Linked DNA regions of Canis lupus: region 1 is linked to region 2. The links are chromatin contacts, called in public Hi-C maps. All regions are on one chromosome and are shown on one strand. Each heading gives the region's core, a stretch centred on a gene start, on an enhancer-like site or on the middle of the called end of the contact. The rest is flanking DNA. Distances are from core to core; before and after follow the strand shown.

Region 1 (3,323 bases), core at 183-2,682, 230 kb before region 2:
TTCCAAGGTTGTAGATCTCTCAGCTAAGACTGGCCCCATCTGTTCTGGAGTCACCCAGCTGTTTATCTCAAAGTAACATTTATTGCACTAATCATCCTAATAACTCTTACAAAAGCCAAAATCATACAAGCCAGAATGCTTTCTATCTTATTAAATGTGTCAGTTCGCTTAAAAACAAAACCCCAAAAAACAAACAAAAAACACCTCTATGCTCCTTGATTTCCCTGGCCAGGATCACTCTTCTTTTCAGAAGATACCTTCTGGGTACCTTTCAGTAATGGCAAATGAAGGTTAACAGTACTTCTAACTTTCCCTTTCCCTAATGCATCAAAATGAACCAGGATTTCCCTAATGATCCCTTCGTCAAACCTTTAGTTGTGACTGGTGACTGTGCCTCACGAAAAGGCAGCTCATTATGGTACCATTGTCAGTGGCAAGGAGCCTACTGCCACATAATTTAAAACACTCACACGAGCACAAATCTGTCGGCTCCACTTCCAAACAATCCTGCAGTGGGAAGAAGAAAAACACTTAACAAAAATGCTGCTTCCAGCAGCCTAAGAGAAGCTTCCCCAGACACGTGAAATGTTTCTGACTGGCAGGGAGTGCACCATTAAAGGACAGTGTCACCTCAAATCAGCAGAAAAGGCGACACAAACGACACAGACACACACGTAAAATAGAGCCCCACAAAACTTAACCTACTCAAAAGCACGCTCATCTTAAAAATAAATAGTGTGTGCTTGCTCAAGCGACATAGAAATGTTCTAAAGTAGTGCAACCACATTAAATCACTGTCTCCATTTCTCCCCACGCATCACCCCTTCCCACTCAAACCTCAGCACTCTGGGGCCCTAAGTGACAGGACTGCAGTCCCCCACCTCTGCCTTCTTCTGATTTTCCAAGAGCACTTCCCAACATCCTCCCCAGCCCAGCCCCCTCTCCCATCCTCAGAAAGGTTGAGGGGAGTTGCGACTAGAGAATTGGCAGGAATCGGTCCTCTGGCGGGGGTAGGTTGCTAGAGTTGTTCTTTGCAGTGACCCAAATTGCACAGAGCTTTTTGCTTAGCAGCACTTGCGAGCACCTCTCCAATCCTCCCGCCCCCATCTTCCCAAAAGAAAGCCTTGAGAATTAAGCGGGAGGAATAACTTGGTAGAACCATTTGAATAAATCACTTCAACTCACCTGGTTTGGGATAGTTCTCCCCACCCCAGGCATAAACAGAAATGATGTGCGAATGAGTCACGCAGGCAAGAGAACGTGTTGCGATGTCCTAAGTCCAAGGGCTGGAGTCAGTCCCTGCCCTGGTGCCGCTGCTACTCTTAGCTCAGCTGGAGCAAGCGGCAAACGCAAGCCCAGCAGCAGCAGCAGCAGCAGGGGGGTGGATAGACCGTAGCACAATGAATGCAGTGGGGTTTTTGCAATGACATCATCCCTCTGTCCGAAAGGCCCCAATAGCCATGCTCAGGAGCGGTGCACTCTGGGAATCGTAGTCTTCTAAGGGCCCGGCAGGACACCGGGGCTATCTCGGGAACTACAATGCCCAAAATGCGCCAAGGTCGGACGCGCCCAGAGTGGGCCCCGGGAGCGAAGGGGACCCGGCCGCCATGTTAGGAGTGCCGGGAAGAGTCCGCGGAACCTGGCTGAGGTTTTAGGCAGCGCGCGAGCCGAATGGTGGTGCGGTGGGGACGGCGGTGGAGGGTAAACCGAGCGGAGAGCACAGGGCCCAAACCCGGGGACCCAGGTGTGGACGCGGCATCTGGGGGCAGATTGGAGGGCGGGTCCAGCTGGACGCAGTATCCAGAGGCCGACTGGGCCTCGGCCTCGCTGTCCGGCAGGTCGTAGACGTACCCTACCGGTCTTCGTCCTTTTCTTATTAAGGGGTTGAGGGAGTCCGTGTACTCCTGGGCCCAGAGCATCACTTAGGCCCGCTTACGGGACCCTCGGAGCGGTCGGTATCCTTGGGCTGCGGGGACCCCGGACGCGACCCTTGTCACTCGGGTCAGCGAAGCCGGCTTCCACCCACGCGGAGCTGGGTTACTCCTCCCAATTTTATTTTTATCTTTTTGTCATTTATATTTCCAACTTTCCTTACCCCTCCGCAAGGTTTCGGACCTTTATGGGTTTTTCAGACAGGAATGATTTGCGGAAGGGTCCGAAGAAAGGGGTGTTTGCTCTAGTGGCCACGCTGCGGAGCACGGGGTGAGGGGACGGGGCTTTGGCGCCGCGATTGAGGGAAGACGGCGCGGTCTAGCGGACCAGCGCCCGGTTGGCGTGTCAGGGTGTTACTGCCCTGTTGACAGCTGGCGGTCGGTTTCGAGGTAACCTGGGTACTTGGGTAAACGTGTAGTGTATGCTAAAATACTGAGAAGACGCGGTGTTCTTTAGCATGGGTCACCATGTATTTTATTTTAAAAATACACTTAGTGTTTAATTTGTGATAGTCCATATATACGATTAACATTGAGAACTAATTTCTTTTGTTCTCAATTAACTGAAACCAAAATCACTGGTCTTTACGTTATCTTGCTCAGGATCTCAAATGAACTGTATTTTTTTTTCCAATTGTGTTACTAAAACAATGCTGTATATTTGTTCTTTTTCAGAGACTGCACTATGAAAGATGGAAAATGTCTTTTCTTCCTGAGGGTGTCTGAAGGGTTAAAAATGTGATATATATATTTTTTTTTTTTTCCTCCCTCCCTCTTGCACAATTATTCTAAAAACAACATTAGGAACTTGTTACTTTGGGTCGGCAAGGGTATGCATTTCACCTCTCTGTTAGGAGTTAGTAATAACAGTACAGTTGATGGATGGATTCTCCTATCCGGAAAAGCTAGGCAGAGTGATGAAAAAGAATAAAAACATAGTAGAAACAGCCTTTAAGATGTATACAGATGATAACTACAAAAACATAAAAGAATGATCTTCTGTCACGTTTCTGGGAACAAGTCACAACACGAAAGGCTTTGTTTCATTTTTAACAAAGGTAATATGTGTTGGTCTCATCCATGCAGTACAACAATGGGAAAGGCTCATACAAATATTTCTGTTATTCAGAAATACCTTCTTTGCAAGTAATGGTGGTAAGTATAGGAAAGGGAACAAAGTATTTGCTGTGTTCTTTCTGACCATCAGTATAACTATCAAAGTGTTTTATGTTTAACAGAGAAAATAGAGTGGACAACTTTGCATTTAGGCTTAGTTTCAAACTCTTAAATTATTTTTAGGGCTTGGTGGTTCATTGGTATCTTATTTTACAAACCTGTAGTGAGTCTTGTTCGTGGTATGAGATAATTTCTTTATATGAGCAATAGCCTTAA
Region 2 (3,238 bases), core at 103-2,602:
ACACTGGAAGCTCAACAGCACGGTCTAATAGGCGGCAGATCAGGGGCAACCTTCCTGAGTAAAATGAAGCAGCTAGAATGGCACCACGTACAGTGGGCACTGGGTGGCTCACCTCACACAGCAATGAAGATTTAAGAAAGTGAACAGAGAACGCCAGGGTTAGTACGAAGTGCCTATTCTGTGGACAGCCTTAGTTTTTATAAAGGGGTGTGTGTGTGTGGGGGGGGGGGGGGCGGATCTTGGAATTGTCCCTCAGCATAAAGTCAGACGTCCTTCAGGACACAATGCCAAGAGTTGCCAACAAGTTCGACACTTGCAGATTCCAGCAATTCACGTTTTGTTTTGAATGGCTGCTACAGGATCGCAGACTACTAGAAATTACAACGAAAATAAAGCCAGCCTGACCTGAGATGTATGCTGTTGTCTACGAAAAACGTGGACTCGAGACAGCGCCCACATACCACGACCCAAGTTCGAACAGGCCACGAGAGACACCGCAACTCAGCACACGGATCGCCCCCGAGAGAGCTCCGAGGGCGCGGGGCCTCGTTAGACAGGCGGGAGCAAACGAGAGCTGAGAAAGCAGCGTGGGGGGCTCGAACTGTGGAGGCCTGGTCGGTACCCCAGGCTCTCGGAGCCCCGGTATCGGAAGGGGAAGGCGGTCCTCTACTCGGTCCTCCCCCTTCCCGCCCCAAAGCCACCGGGCCAGACCCAGTGGCGGGGTCGCCAGTCACGGCGGGGCCGGGAGGGGCGTGACCCTCTCGCCGAACCGCGCGGCCGAGCAAGCAGAAACCATTGGCGGTCTCCTCAGAGAGCACTCGGGCATTGGTGACAAGTTGCCCTCGTCTCACCTCTTCGCAAGGCCAGCGAGAAAGGCCCGCCGGGGCTCCAAACCCGGCGGTCCCCACGACCCTCAGAGCGCAGGAGCCACCAAACACAGCGACTCCACATCTCCTGCTTTCGGGCCGGCGGGAGGAGGCGAAAGGCTGGCTGAATCACGCTCAGGATTTCGGGCAACGTAGTTCTGGCACCGCGAGGATGCTGGGAAGTGTAGTTTTCCGCCTGCCGCACAGGGGACCGCCGGCGCGGACTCCAACCGCCGTCCTGCAGATGGGCCTCTGCACAGACGGACCCACAATCCAGGAGCATGGTTCACAGCGGCTCCGCTCCTCCCACCGCCCCTTCCCGACCGCCGCACGACGTTACCGCCCTAAGAAAGCGGGACCGCGTCTGAGAACCTTCTAGCAACCGTTTCCTAGCAACGAGGAACAGCTCAACAGCGAGAGTTCCCTGAGAAAGCCGGCGGCCATCAGGCGCGCCTGGCCGAGAGACGGAGTCACATCCTACCGCGGGGAAACCTGGGACCTAAATCCTCGTCCGCGGAGCATTCCGGGAGATCGCGCAGAAACCTGGGAAATGTAGTCCAGAGAGGGCCTCATTCATGCTGGTTCACGACCTACTGCTTCGCCCTCTGGTGTACAGGAGGACGAACGTCAGTCCTTGTCTCGGCGGAAACCGTTTGTTGCCACAGTGGACCTGATTTTCACCACTTATCCCTGTGAGGCCTTTTACTACAGACTTTGTTCCACACAGTAAAAACGCTGAAAACAGCAACGCACAGTAGTTGTGGGGTCCAGATATGCTAATATGTTCTTCGTAAATTCTAAAGTGGTCACAATCGTTAGGTTTTAGTGGCTTAATTATTCTCACAAGGATGTAAACAGTTAGCCCTGGATTTTTTTTTTTTTTTGCCTAAATACAGATTTATTGCAAACCAACACTGGACAGGGGACAGCCCTGGATTTTTCTACCTGTTTGTTTTCAAAGCTTTGTGGGCAAGCTGCATAAAGTACCCTTCTAAGCACTGAGGCACATTAAAGGAACAACACTTGGTTCCTGCCAGCAAGGGCTTTAACAGGCAATTTATGGAAAGGAAATATAAATGGCTATTAAAGATTGAAGGAAAAAAAAAAGAACAACTTAATCTCACCAGTTAAATGAGAGCAAACATAAAGAGCTACCAGCTTTACTTATTAAACTTAAAAAAAAAAAAAAAGAATTACTGATCCCAGCAAATATGTAATTAGATAGGGTCATTCACACTGCTGGCAGGAGTATAAGCGCAATACGTTTGAAAATTAATTTAATAATATATATGAAATTTAAAAAGGTGAATAGCCAGAGGTTCCCTTCTAAAGATTTTATCCTAAGGAAAAAAAAAATCATATCTGTAGCTAAGATTTTTAAAAACTACAACCCATGATATGCTATTTGTAACAGTAAAACATTAGAAATAATCTAAATATTCAATGTGATTTAACAACTTGCACTAATGTCCCAAATTGGAATACTATACAATCATGTAGTTGCAATTATTATACAAATGAGAATATTATACAATCATGGAATACTATATAATCATTAATATGACATAATCATTTAAAAAATTATTTATATAGACACATGTATATTAAAGTAATGATATATACATATGTGTATGTATACCCAATATGATTGTAATTCTGTCGATTAAGGGATGATCACTGTTCTGGAGGAGTTCACAGACTACTTGGAAGATAGAGACCAGTAAGTGGGACCACGATATTTTTAATTACCTTAAGTAATGATTATGGAAAAAGTATATCTTTGAATATATTAACTATTCACACTTCCTGGTTATTATTTACATTACTGTAAACCTCCAGGACAGAAATAGTTGATTAGTCACGTGACCAGAGAAGGGCCAATCCTATTTTCTTTCATGGATCACCTGCAGCAAGCAGCCCATGTCCCTGCTGGTGCACTTGTTCTTCTTTGTATCCTCCGTGATGGCAGACTCATATCTGTCACCGTTTTCTCCAACATCTGGCATAACTCCTGGCCCAGAATGAGCCTTCGGTAAATATGTGTTGAATGAATCAGTAAATGTTCGAAGTATAGTCACAGTTTGGTGAGGAGCCCTAATAGACTGGCACATTGAAGTCATTTGGAAGATGGAGCAATGTTGGGGGAGACAACACCGAAAACAAGAATAAAAAAGACTAAGGAATTGGGTTTATACAATAGACTCTCAGGAGATTTTGAATGTTTTTAAGCCCAGACTGGTAATAGCTAGATTGAGTACCTTTCCAGGAAATACTACTTGCCAGTCACTAGTACAGGCTTATGAATCAGTGCTCCTCCCAATGCCTGATGACGTGGCCTGGCCATGAGAAGTGTTCTCTCCCTGAAAGCAGCC

Evidence for each region. A called contact is a pair of places that touch in the nucleus more often than the background predicts.
Region 1: a Hi-C map of blood shows a contact between it and region 2, with 2.5 times the contacts expected there. The contact joins the promoter of RAB30 here to the promoter of CCDC90B in region 2. A contact is called at or near these places in 2 of 9 Hi-C or Micro-C datasets (both in blood).

Annotation. Positions count from the first base shown.
Region 1 is chr21:16,209,823-16,213,145 of UU_Cfam_GSD_1.0, reverse strand. RAB30 (ras-related protein Rab-30) reads right to left here and starts at 1,432. Exons shown (of 5, transcript XM_038568476.1): 1 at 1,186-1,432. It overlaps LOC111091511 (a long non-coding RNA gene), which reads left to right and starts at 1,445. Exons shown (of 4, transcript XR_005375595.1): 1 at 1,445-1,744; 2 at 2,607-2,669.
Region 2 is chr21:15,983,865-15,987,102 of UU_Cfam_GSD_1.0, reverse strand. It overlaps CCDC90B (coiled-coil domain-containing protein 90B, mitochondrial), which reads right to left and starts at 1,352. Exons shown (of 8, transcript XM_038568473.1): 1 at 852-1,352. The coding sequence starts at 1,149. LOC111091508 (a long non-coding RNA gene) reads left to right here and starts at 738. Exons shown (of 4, transcript XR_005375591.1): 1 at 738-1,558; 2 at 2,535-2,586.